Linked DNA regions of Triticum aestivum: region 1 is linked to region 2. Evidence: chromatin contacts called from public Hi-C data. All regions are on one chromosome and are shown on one strand. Each heading gives the region's core, a stretch centred on a gene start, on an enhancer-like site or on the middle of the called end of the contact. The rest is flanking DNA. Distances are from core to core; before and after follow the strand shown. Region 1 holds the start of LOC123053321. Region 2 holds the start of LOC123053320 (probable receptor-like protein kinase At1g49730).

The links. A called contact is a pair of places that touch in the nucleus more often than the background predicts.
Region 1: a contact with region 2 is called in a Hi-C map of leaf, with 2.5 times the contacts expected there. The contact joins the promoter of LOC123053321 here to the promoter of LOC123053320 in region 2. A contact is called at or near these places in 2 of 5 Hi-C or Micro-C datasets (both in leaf).

The regions. Positions count from the first base shown.
Region 1 is chr2D:387,150,919-387,157,402 of IWGSC CS RefSeq v2.1, forward strand. It overlaps LOC123053321, which reads left to right and starts at 4,360. Exons shown (of 3, transcript XM_044476780.1): 1 at 4,360-5,127; 2 at 5,226-5,411; 3 at 6,026-6,484. The coding sequence starts at 4,606. The coding sequence ends at 6,319.
Region 2 is chr2D:387,017,135-387,024,413 of IWGSC CS RefSeq v2.1, forward strand. It overlaps LOC123053320 (probable receptor-like protein kinase At1g49730), which reads left to right and starts at 5,472. Exons shown (of 9, transcript XM_044476778.1): 1 at 5,472-5,824; 2 at 7,128-7,279. The coding sequence starts at 5,743.

The DNA.
Region 1 (6,484 bases), core at 3,110-5,609, 130 kb after region 2:
CTTGTTGAAGTTGGGCTTTGAGTTCTTCTTGCTCCAAAATTGTCGTGAAGCAAGAGCCATGTTCTCATGATAGGCATATTTGGTATCTTCAGGGCAACTCTCCTATTCTTTATCTTCATCCTCTTCTTCCACACTAGCCTTGGCCTTCAAATCAAGGTTGGAATTCTTTGATCGTTGAGCATGCAACACCGCATTGTCGGCGGTCTTGTCCAAGATCCTCATTGCAACAAACTCATCCAACACTTCACTTGAGGACAAGGCATGGAAGTCCGGCCTTTGACGGATAACGGAGGACATGGCCTTATGGTAAGGCATCATGGCCTTGAGAAACTTGCGCTTGATCCAATTGTCATTCGTATCCTTGCTCCCATGATCTTGGAGTGAGACCGCGAGAGTAGTTAACCTTCGATAAAGCTCTCGAGGTTCTTCATCTTCAATCATGGCAAACTCATCGGCTTCATCTTGCACCACTTCAAAGTTTGAGCGTTGAATGCTTGCGCTTCCCTTGTACAAGGATATAACATGCCCCCATGCTTCCTTGGCCACGGTGAAGGGTCGTAGATGCACAATATCTTCGGGAGGAATAGCTTCTTGGAGAATGAAGAGAGCGAACTCGTTGAATTTATGATCTGCGGCTTCTCTAGGAGTGAGGTTGCTTGGATCATGCCGGTAGAAACCTTGCTCAATAATTCTCCAAAGATTAGTAGAACTATGAATTAAATGACGTTTAAAGTGATACACCCAAGCGGCAAAAACCTCATTTTTCACAAGCTTAGGAGGAGGACCAACATGATTCATATGCGTGGAGGGAACCGTTCCTCCATAGGCAAGGGGAGGTTCAACGTGGGCAAAGATGCCACTTCCACTCTTACCACCAGGCAAAGGAACTTGGTCACTACTAGCTTCCTCCTTGTTGGAGTTAGCATCCGTCACCTTGTTAGTGGGATCAACCACTTCCAACGGTGCGGTGGATAATTTAAGACCTTCAAGAAACTCCTTAAACATGCCTTTAACCTCGGTCGCCATGGAGGTTTTCAATGTGTCCAAAGCCGCATTGAACTCCTCACGAGAGACCGAGGATCCCCCATCGGCCGCGGACAAGGGAGGACTCACACCGGAGTGCTCTTCCCCCTCATCTGTGGTGCCAACCATACTCTTCGGACGGCAAAGTCCTTAATAAAGAGACGAGGCTCTGATACCAATTGAAAGGATCGATATGGTTGACTAGAGGGGCGGTGAATAGGCAACTAACAATTTTTAGCTTTTCTTTACCAAATTAAACTTTGCATCGAAATAGGTTGTCTAGATATGCAACTAGGTGAGCAACCTATATGATGCAACAACAACAAGTACACAAGCAAGCAAGGGATACAACATAATATAAGCTTGCACAAGTAAAGGTAAGAGATAACCAAGAGTGGAGCCGGTGGAGACGAGGATGTGTTACCGAAGTTCCTTCCCTTTGAGAGGAAGTACGTCTCCGTTGGAGCGGTGTGGAGGCACAATGCTCCCCAAAAAGCCACTAGGGCCACCGTATTCTCCTCACGCCCTCACATAATGCGAGATGCCGTGATTCCACAATTGGCATCCTTGAAGGCGGTGACCGAACCTTTACAAACAAGGTTGGGGCTATCTCCACAACATAATTGGAGGCTCCCAACGACACCACGAAGCTTCACCACAATGGAATATGCCTCCGCGGTGACCTCAACCGTCTAGGGTGCTCAAACACCCAAGAGTAACAAGATCCACAAGGGATTAGTGGGGGAATCAAATTTCTCTTGGTGGAAGTGTAGATCGGGGCCTTCTCAACCAATCCCTAGAAAGTCAACAAGTTTGATTGGCTAGGGAGAGAGATCAGGCAAAAATTGAGGTTTGAGAAATAATGGAGCTTGGGGAGGGAAGAGGTGGTCTTCTTGGGGAAGAAGACCCCCTTTATATAGTGGGGGAAAAGATGCAACCGTTATCCCCTCTCTCAGCCCGCGCGGCGCGGTACTACCGCACAGAGCCGCGGTAGTACTGTATAGGGTTGCGGTACTACCGCTCCAGGGTGCGGTACTACCGCTAGCGCGGTAGTGACTAGGTGAGGACCTGTTGCACGTGGCAATGAGTGGTAGAACCGCCGAAGCGGTACTACCATGAGCCCCTACGATACTACCGTAAGGCAGGGCTCAACTGGCGCTGGAAAAGCGCGGAAGAAATAAATTGCTTCGATAACTACTTCCGCTGAGGTTGGAACTGTGCAAAAAATCCGGCACGGTACTACCGGTCACAGTCACAGGGAGCGGTACTACCGCGTGGGGCCGGAAATAAAAAAATTACATCCACACCTACTTCTGCATGCTTCAGCGTCAGGGCTGGAGGCAGCGGTACTACCGCTCACCAGGACACCGCTGGGCGCGGTACTACCGCTTGCATGAGCGGTACTACCACACGCCCATGCAGTACTACTGCTCCCTTGAGTAGTACTACCGCACGCCACAGAAGCTTTAGCATTTGGCAGCCTTCATATCGCAGAGACATGGATAAACTGAAGGTGCTCCATCGAAGCGAAGGAAAGGTGGTGCAAAGGAACATATGTGTACATGTTGATTCCACCCTAACCTTTCCGAAGCGGACCCCCTCTTAATAGTACGGCTTTCCTACAACTCAAATCCACCGAAAAGAACCATAGAGAACCGCCGTCTTCAATAGGCTCCGAGGGGCAACGAATCATCTTGTGCCTAGACATGAGATATCTGAAATGCTCAATGCACACGATTAGTCCGCAAATGCACTATTATCAATCACCAAAACCACTTAGGGAGAAATATGCCCTTACAAGGGGACCCACCAGTGAGCCACAAGCTCATGTGCCCCCCCGGCGCGCCCTGTGAGCTTGTGGGGCCCATAGCTGGCCTCTGTGGCCCATCTTCTCCTATATGAAGCCATTTGCCCTAGAAAAATAAATAAAGAGAAGACTTTCGGGATGAAGCGCCGCTGTCTCAAGGCGGAAGCTAGGTAGGAGCACTTTTGCTCTCCGGCGGAGCAATTCCGCCGGGGATACTTCCGCCCGAAGGGGGAAATCGAAGTCATCGTCATCACCAACGTTCCTCTCATCTCTAATATCCTCTCATGAATTTTTTCCTATTTGGATAAGAGCAACTCTAATTCGTGCCAAAAAAAGATTTAGCCTAAAAACTACCACTATTGGGAATTATAGACATATAACTCATCCCTAATATCCTCTCGTGAATATTTTTTCCCGGAGAACCGAAAACATTCCCGAATGTGTCCCCCCGCCCTCCCTACGTTCCTTGTCGTGCTCCGGCCACTGCAACTCTGCCTCGACCCCCACCGCCAAGTTCCTCGAGTTCCTCGAATCCGACAACCGTGGAAAATCTAGCGTCCGCGCTCACGCGGCGTCGACGGGAGAATATGTTGCCGCCCACCAACAACAGTGTGCCGACGTGCCCTCCCATGCCATGGACAACCTCATATTCCGCGTGATGCGCCAAACATGAGGCGGTGCACCGTGGCAAAGCTCAAGGACGAGTCGTCGACACCAATGAAAAAATCGACAAAGGTGTCGACACCTTTGATGCATGTCCCTCTCCGGTGATCTAGACAATGCCAACTCACCCCTCCCTCCTGCCCTATACGTCGACCTCCAATACCCCCAATTGCGACGATGGCACGATGCACACCAAGTGCTTGTTGAAATGCCTCCTACGTAAGAAAATTATTTTTCATTTATTCGCTGGTTTTGGTAAGTTTGATGTCTAATTTGAGCACTTAGACATGGTGTGCAAAATGACCCAGAAGTAGAGGAGTTCATGATAAGGTTGAAGGAAGATCAAATTGGGGTTGAAGACATCCAAATCTTGTTAAGTCCGTGCCATAGTTTTTTTTTGTGCGGAAACGTGCCATATGAGTTAGAGCATTGACGATTTCTTCTCTCTTTATTTTACGATTTGAGGAAACAATTTGAAAAAGGAAATGTGAGATACGGTACTTGTAACACGGATAGCGATTGGATTAGCAAAGCCACTTTTCTTGTTCTTAAGTTATCTTATTACTTGATTTGATAGTGCGTTAAACTAATGACGGCTGCTAAACCCTTGGTCATCGGTGCAACCACCCCATGTCGTTACTAAATGTATACCGCCAGTCAATCTCAATTAGAAGGAAGGAAACTTAGTGCGTAAGCACAACGGTCGGATCGTGAATTGACGGCCCAGATTAAGCAAAACAAGTGGCCTAAACGGCTAAACCCACCCGTTGGGAGGCACGGTTGACGAATGCGTAGGACCGCGCCCATCGTTATAGCACCGGCGGATCCGCGTCCTCCGGGTCCGGGTGCTGCCGCCCCGCCCCGCCCCCGGAAGTGAGTCATCCCCGGACGCGGACGCACACCTCCCAACACGTCCCGTCCACCCCGACCCGACCCTCCGCGCACGCCAGATAGAGGTGGGCGAGCACTACTACACAGTACACACCCGTCCACGCTCACTACAAGAGCCAGCCACGCACGCGACCGCGCCCAACGGGAGAAGAGAAGAGAAGAGAAGGGAGAGGGCGGCGACGAGGACGCACGACGGCACGGGCACGCCGAACGCTCTCGCAATGCATCACGCCAAGACCGACTCGGAGGTGACGTCGAGCATGGCGCCGTCGTCGCCGCCGCGGGCGCCCTACTACGTGCAGTCGCCCAGCCACGACGACGGGGAGAACCACTCCAAGACGGCCGCCTCCTCCTTCCACTCCTCCCCGGCCGCGTCCCCGCCGCGCTCGCTCGGGAACCACTCCAGGGAGTCCTCCTCCTCCCGCTTCTCCGGCAAGGTCCCCTCCGCAGGCTCGTCCCGCCGCGGGGTCGCCGGCGGAGGCGGGAAGCGCGGCGGTGGCGGCGGTGGCGGCGGCGAGGCGGCGCGCCGCAGCCCCTGGATGAAGGAGGCGGCCATCGAGGAGGAGGGGCTCCTCATGGAGGACGACGACGACGCCGACGGCCGCGCCGGCGGCTTCTCCGCGCTCCCCAGGAAGGTGCGCTACGGGCTGGGCTTCGTCGCCGCCTTCCTCGTGCTCTTCACCTTCTTCGCCCTCATCCTCTGGGGCGCCAGCCGCAACCAGAAGCCCGTCGTCTCCGTCAACGTACGTACTCCCCTTTCCTTTTCCCTCTGGGCCGGATTCGTGATTCGTCTTCTCTTATGCAAGCAAGAACTGATGATTCCTCCCCGTTGATTGCGCAGAGCGTGACGTTCCACAACTTCGTGATCCAGGCGGGGACGGACGCGTCGCTGGTGCCGACGGAGATGTCCACGATCAACGCCACGGTGAGGCTCACGTTCCGCAACACGGGGAGCTTCTTCGGCGTGCACGTCACGGCGCAGCCCGTCACGCTCTACTACTCCCAGCTCCTCATGGCCTCCGGCGACGTAAGCATTCATTCATCCCCGCACGCGCATCCTTAATTCCTCATACAGATTTCTTTGAACGGTTTCATCTGATTGATCGATCGAATGGTAAGCCTCAAGTTGGAGAACAACCGAGTCAATCTGGTAAGTAAATGGCTGTGAATTAATCACAATAAGTACTGCATTCAGGTCATGCCTGAACGATTGATTTCTCATTTCTTGTTGATAGATACGTAAACATTTGTGCGGTGCATTTACGTCAACCAGTAGTCTTATGAACACACATTTGCATATTGTAAGCCCAAAGAGAAAGTCAGTCTTGCTCTGTGGCTTCTAGATGCGAACTTTGGACTACAGCTGCACATGTCTTGACCAAAACAAAGGGTGTTAATTTAGCCATGGCAACGTCTGCTGATAGCTACAAAAGCAGAGGCCACTGAACACTGTTGAAAAACTCGAACAGGACATCGCCATCCCGAGTTGCTGTCATCCAGTTCATACCCGTTCTTTATTTCCTCCCTTTTCCGCGGGAAATCCAATTCATATTATTATTTTCCTTCTTTTTTTGCGTGGAAATCGTATATTGAACTCAAGCTACAAAACCATCTAAATATACCGCAAAATCTGTGTGGCAGATGAAGTACTTCTACCAGCCTCGGAAGAGCCAGCGCAAGGTGGCGGTGACGGTGGTGGGCAACAAGGTGCCGCTGTACGGCGGCGGCGCGGGGCTGAGCAGCACGCCGGGGCCCAAGGGCGTGCCCCCGCCGCCGGTGCCGCTGCAGCTGACGCTGAGGATCAGGGCGCGGGCGCTGGTGCTGGGCAAGCTGGTCAAGCCCAGGTTCTACAACAACGTGCAGTGCACCGTCCGGCTGGACACGACCAAGCTGGGCAAAGCCATATCCCTCAAGAAATCCTGCACCCACGTCTAGCCACCTTGACCCGACCCGACACCGCCATCTTTCTTTCTTCTTCCTCTCGTTGCTTGCTGCATATGTTATGTTATGTAATGTGATGTAATGCGTGGATTACTAGTACCATTTGGACGGGAGAAAGCGGCGTGTCCGTTGTGAATGGAGTACAGATGAATTTTGTCG
Region 2 (7,279 bases), core at 4,222-6,721:
CGATGCGTTGGGCGCACTGCCAACCCAAATAAAAAAAGAGCGAACACCGAGTGGGTGATCGACCCAAAGGGACAAAAGACGAACAAATGCGCCGTCCGTTTAGGTCGGTGCTTTGGAGTTGCTCTTAGGAACCATTTCCTGATGAAAGAAAGAAAAATTGGTTCAGAGCAACTCCAACGGGGCGACCCATTTCGTTCGCTGGCATGCGTTTGGGTCGGCGCGGACACAAAAGTCGGCCCAACGCGCCGACCCAAACGGGCGCGTGTCTGCTTTTCGTTCGCGGGCGACCCATTCCCGATCCATTTTTGAGCCGGATTTGCGTCGGCGCGGACACGAGACGGACGCGCGAGCGCTCGCCTTTTCCTCCCCCCGGGCCCGCTGGTCAGTGGCACATTGGCCTCCCCCATCCAACAGCAACCCTCGCTCGCCTCCTTAGTTGCTGACGCCGCCGCCCATTTTTTCCGGCGACTCTGCCAGCGCCGCAACATCCGCTCAGCAATGCCACCACCTCCCACATCGCCCGCCACTACCGTCTTGCTGCCGGGGAGCCGACTGCTTCTCACCAGCACGCTCGTCGGACGCCGGCCCGCTCGTCGGACGCCGGCAGGGCAGCTAGCTGGTCCATGCGCGCCGCGACTCCCTTCGCCGGCCGTCTCCTTTGTCGATGCCCGCAAGTTGTTCGACAGTTTGCCAAGGTACAAAATGGACTCCGCTGATGAGTTCTTTTTTCACAATTTCCTTTGCGACTCCGACGATTCATCGGCCGATAACGAGGAGGAGATATTGATTGCCATGTTGGTCCATCACCACCTCAACAGCCAACGGCCGTTGTTCCGTGGCTCCATTCCGGGCCACCTTTCGGCGTTGAATCGCAACCGAGAGAGCGGGCATTTCCTTCTTAGGAACGACTACTTTGATACAACAAATCCATTATTCAAACATCAAAAATTCCGCCGCCGTTTTCGTATGAGTAGGCATCTTTTCAACCGTATTAGAGAGGGGGTGGTCGGCTACGATGACTATTTTGAGTGCAAAGAGGATGCCGTTAGCAAGATTGGTTTCTCCTCTTATCAGAAATGCACTGCCGCCATCTGAATGCTTGCATACGGAGTGCCCGATGATCTCATTGATGAGTATGTCCGTATGAGTGAGTCTACATGCCCAGAGTCCATGTATAAGTCCTGCAAGGCTGTTATTGCTGTGCTTGGCCCTGAGTACTTGAGAGAGCCGACTCCTGAAGATACAGCCCGTTTGTTGGCGATAAATGCCAGCAGAGGCTTCCCAGAGATGCTTTGCAGTATAGACTGCATGCACTGGGAGTGGAAGAATTGCCCTTCTGCTTGGCAAGGGCAGTATAAGGGCCATGTCAGGGCTTGCACTGTCATACTAGAGGCCGTGGCGTCTCAAGATCTCTGGATCTGACACTCTTTCTTTGGCATGGCCGGATCACACAATGATATCAACGTGCTTCAGCGCTCGCCGGTGTTTGCTAGGCTTGCCGAGGGCAACAGCCCGCCGGTGAACTTTACTATCAACGGCCACAACTACGACAAAGGATACTACCTGGGTGACGGTATCTATCCTCAGTGGACCACTGTTGTCAAGACAATCCCCAACCCTGTCGGAGAGAAGAGGAAAAGATTTTCCCAAGAGCAAGAGAGTGCTAGGAAGGATGTCGAGCGTACCTTTGGTGTTTTGCAATCTCGATGGGGCATCGTTCGGTATCCTGCTAATACCTGGAGCACGCAGAAACAGTGGGAGGTGATGACTTGCGTGATCATGCACAATATAATCGTAGAAGATGAGCGCCGGGAACGTCTGTACGATCGAGGGTTTCAGTTTTAGGATGAGAATGTTGTGCCTGAGCATGGAGGAGCGGCAACATTTGAACAGTTCACCCAATTTCATCATGACATGCGTGATTGGGAAACTCACGTGCAACTGCAAAATGATTTGGTTGAGCATATGTGAGCTCATGTTGGCAACCAATAGATGTATCTTCTTTATTCGGCTTGCAAAACTATGTGAGACATTTTTATATTTATGTGATTTGTAAAACTATGCTATTTTATTCGGTTCAAACTATGTTATTTGACTATATGTTTAAATGCAAAATCAATGCAAAAATGAGATATTTGTTGAAACAGTATGGCCAGCCGGCCACGCCGGCACATATGTATCGGTGCGTTGGGCACGTTGCCGATCCATATCTAAAACAGGACGGACATCGGGCGGGCGGCCGACCCAAACGGACAAAAAGTGGACAAAATCGCCGTCCGTTTGGGACGACCTGTTGGGGTTGCTATCATGCCATCAGAGCAACTCCAACGGGCCGACCCAAACGGACGGCGATTTCGTCCGCTTTTTGTCCGTTTGGGTCGGCCGCCCACCCGGCGTCCGCCCTGTTTTTGATATGGGCCGGCAGCGCGTCCAATGCGCCGACCCATATGTGCAGGCGTGGCCGGGTGGCCGCCCAATTTTACATTGATTTGCATTCAAACATATTGTGAAATGAAAATGTTAATAAGCCAAATAGTCTGGCCGCCCAAATAAATAGCATAGTTTTACAAGCCAAATACAAATAAAAATGTTTCACATAGTTTTGCAAACGAATAAAAGAAGATACATATATTGGTTGCCAACATGAGTCCACACATGCTCAACCAAATCATTTTGCAGTTGGACGTGAGTTTCCCAATCACGCATGTCTTCATGAAACCGAGTGAACTGCTCAAATGTTGTCGCTACTCCATGCTCAGGCACAACATTCTCACCCTGAAACTGAAAGCCTTGATCGTACAGACGTTCCGGGCGCTCGTCTTCTACGATCATATTGTGCATGATCACACAAGTAGTCATCACCTCCCATAGTTTCTGCGTGCTCCAAGTATTAGCGGGATACCGAACGATGCCCCATCGAGATTGCAAAACACCAAAGGCACGCTCAACATCCTTCCTAGCACTCTCTTGCTCTTGGGCAAATCTTTTCCTTTTCTCTCCGACAGGGTTGGGTATTGTCTTGACAATAGTGGTCCACTGAGGATAGATACCGTCACCCAAATAGTACCCTTTGTCATAGTTGTGGCCGTTGACAGTAAAGTTCACCGGTGGGCTGTTGCCTTCGGCAAGCCTAGCAAACACCGGCGAGCGCTGAAGCACGTTGATATCATTGTGTGATCCAGCCATGCCAAAGAAAGAGTGCCAGATCCAGAGATCTTGAGACGCCACGGCCTCTAGTATGACAGTGCAAGCCCTGACATGTCCCTTATACTGCCCTTGCCAAGCAGAAGGGCAGTTCTTCCACTCCCAGTGCATGCAGTCTATGCTGCCAAGCATCCCCGGGAAGCCCCTGCTGGCATTCATCGCCAGCAAACGGGCTCTATCTTCAGTTGTCGTCTCTCTCAAGTACTCAGGGCCAAACACAACAATCACAGCCTTGCAGAACTTATACAGGGACTCTAGGCATGTAGACTCGCTCATACGGACGTACTCGTCAATGAGATCACCGGGCACTCCGTATGCAAGCATTCAGATGGCGGCAGTGCATTTCTGATAAGAGAAGAAACCAATCTTGCCGACGGCATCCTCTTTGCACTCGAAGTAGTCATCATAGCCGACCACTTCCTCTCTAATACGGTTGAAAACATGCCTACTCATACGGAACCGGCGGCGGAATTTGTGATGTTTGAACAACGGGTTTGTTGTATCAAAGTAGTCCTTTCAGAGAAGGAAATGCCCGCTCTCTCGGTTGCGATTCAACACCGGAAGGTGGCCCGGAATGGAGCCACGAAACAACGGCCGCTGGCTGTTGAGGTGGTGATGGACCAACACGGCAGTGGTTTCTGCTCTACCAATTTATGCAATGTGTTGCATCAGAGTGCCTTTCACTATCTTAGATCACTTTGAAAAATCTGGCAGAAGTTTTCTTTGGTATGGTAACAAGATCAATAAACAGGGTAATTGTCTAGTTAAATGGGATACTGTCTGCCTCCCCAAAAAAGCAGGAGGACTGGGAGTCCTTGATCTGAGAACTCAAAACAGAGCTCTTCTAATCAAATTTCTCTTCAAGTTTTTAAATAAACATGATACTCCTTGGGTGGAACTAATATGGAATAATTATTATTCTGATGGCTCTATACCCTCATATCCTACAAGGTTGGGATCTTTTTCGTGGAGAGATTGCTGTTCTATCTTGCAGGATTTTAAAAGCATGACTACATGTATCCCCTCTACTGGCAGCACCATTTCACTCTGGCATGATAAGTGGAATGAGGACACTCTACAGAGCAGATTTCCTCACTTATACTCATTTTCTAAAGATGCAGAGTGTACAATTGCCTCGGCTATCGTTTCCTCAACCAGCAACTTTTATGAGATGTTCCATTTACCCATGTCATCTATGGCTGTTCAACAAAGTAATGAGATGTTGGAAATCATAAGCAACATCCACCAAGACAATGACAATAAAGATTGCTGGCAATTTCTCTGGAAAGGAAACAAATACTCCAACAGAAAGATTTATCTGCACCTTATTGGAAACCCACCAAAGGCAGCACCACCATTTCAGTGGATTTGGAAATCATGCAACTTGCCCAAACAAAAATTCTTCTTCTGGTTGCTTCTGCTTGATAGATTAAATACTAGAGATCTACTAATCAGGAAGAATTTTCAAATAGAAAATAGGAGGTGTATCCTATGTGATGATGAACCCAATGAATACCTACAACACCTCTTCTTTGAATGTGACTTCAGCAGAAACTTTTGGGCTGCAATAGGAATGGAATGGAATACAGACCTTAATACTATAGAAATGCTGATGGAGGGGGCGGGAGGGTTGCTTTGTTGGCCGCAGGGTGAGACGGGAGGCCAATGTGCCACAGACCAGCGGGTCCGGGGACAGAAGTAGGCGAGCGCGCGCGTCCGTCACGTGTCCGCGCCGACGCAAATCAGGCTCAAAAATGGACCGGGAATGGGTCGCCCGCGGACGAAAAACGGACGCGCGTCCGTTTGGGTCGGTGCGTTGGGCTGCCTTTTCTGTCCGCGCCGACCCAAACGACGGCCGCGAACGAAATGGGCGCCCCATTGAAGTTGCTCTCATGTGCAGGGACGGTCGTGATGGACACGGTAGAGGAGGCCTCGCCTCACTGGAGGCTGGAGGGAGGTCGACCACAGGTATCTGGGGCTCACCAGGCCATCGGCCACAAAAGGACACGAGCGACGCACACAGGTATCTGGGGCTCACCAGGCCATCGGCCACAAAAGGACACGAGCGACGCACACTCGCACAGTACGCGTTCTTGGATACGGCGCCGGGGCTTGCCTGGTCGCCTGGGCCGGTGAGAGTGACTACCGCGCCATGTGCACCCCACCCGTGGTCCGCGGAGCCGGAGCGGACTCCCCCATTCGCAGTTCCGCGCACCCGTGCCCGTGACCGGGAGGAGCCCATCCCAAAGACCCCGCCCACTCTTCCACGCGCGGCTAGTAGAAAAAGGCGCCTAGCCGCGCTGCGACCCGCAAAGCAAAGAAGAAAAGCGGCAGCGCCGCGGCCGCAGTCAGCAACACAAACGAGCATATTGGGTTGGCGTCGGGGCAGCGTCAGCCTGGCATCCCATTCCTTCCTTCCTCGCCCTCCCCTCACCGGACAAACCCCACCTTTCCGCTCCGCCCTGCTCCTGTTCATCTCTCGCTGCGGCCGATACGACGCCTGCGCCGCGCCGCCGGCCGCGCGCGTGCGGCTCCCGGATGCGGCGTCCAGGGCCGGTCCTCTGCGCGGCGCTGGCCGTCGCGCTCCTGGCCCCGCTTCCGCCCGCGGCGATCGCGGCAGGTAAACCGTTCTCGCCGCCCCACGTAATCTCTTTACCTGTTCCCGTCTCTGGCAACCGGTTGAAGCCCACTCCGCTCCAGTGGCGGAACAGCATTAGCTGCATTTGGTATTTGGGGTTCGAGGGGATCGGTCGGCGATGGCGACGGCTGTGGGCGCGCTTAGCTCAATCACTGATTTCGGTTTCTCCCCTTCCGACGCCCATTCGATGCGTCCCTAACGCCTTTGCGTTTTCTCTAATGGTTCAGCCCAGAATATTGGTACAGTACTGTAGGTTTAGGACTTCATTTTTAGGAGAGGCGAACGCGAGTAGTAGGCATTTTAGGTGCGAGATGGAGTCACTTAGCCCTGGAACAATCCCTGAGCACGACTGGTACGAGGCGCATTTTTCGCCTGCCTTCTTTCTGTAGACGCAGTGTAGTTGGCAAGGGGAGCAGGGACCGCCTCTGCTCACTCCCCATCGCGTTGGAGTCCTTCCTTCCTTAGGCCATTCAATTCGCCTACCTAATGGAGTTGCTGTACACGTACGACTGGGCCGATGGACTTTCATGGCTCTTGGGTTTCAATAGCCGTTGGACTTGGCTGTCCGTGAGGGTTTCAGTCCTGGCATTTGGCGTTACTGAACCACTGATAATGTCACAAGATATTTTTGATTTGCCTGATGTTCCTCAGGTGCACATGGGTTGTTTTTTCACTTATACTATGTGCTAGCCTACAGTGTACCATCAAATGCTCTATATTCGATTTCGTAGCAGCTCTGGTGTAATGAGGGAAATATGGATAGTATGAAATTTATGACAGGCAATCCATTAGGCACGTACCCAGCTAGTGGATCCGGCTTGCCTGCTCCCTCTTCATGCTCCCATCCGTGCTCCCACTTCATCCTACGGCTGTTCTTTTCCCTTTTTCTTTTTTAATCTAATCATCTCCCCCCTGATTTTCAGGGGGTGGGGCCGGGCCTTATTTTCTTCCAATCAAATCAAGCCACGTATGCGGGAGCACGGATGGGAGCATGGGAAGGGAGCAGGCAAGTCTCGTCCCCCAGCTAGTACTGGTCATGTGGCCTATTCCCAATGGCGTTAACTTCACTTCTGCTAGATACGAGCACAATTCACGCTGTGAGCATAAGTGTTGGCTTGCTGTACTGCGACATCAGTTGCATGTTTTGCTCTTTCTGTGTGAGTGTGACACCCGCTTTGCCAAATTTAGCAAAGATGCAGAATGACGAGTCTCCTCTTTCAAAAGTTTGTGATTATGGACCAGCCATATTTGCATCGTTACTCATGTTTGTTGTTTGACCATGCAGATTGTCCGTTGGATTTCAGTTGGCCAAACTTTGCGCTGATAGCTTCTGTATGCTCGGATCAGAATGGCCACTCAAAGTGTTGCCGCTATATCAATGCCGTCCTCGCGGTCTCTTCTGCAATGTATGCGAACACAACAGGCACTCTTGGGGTT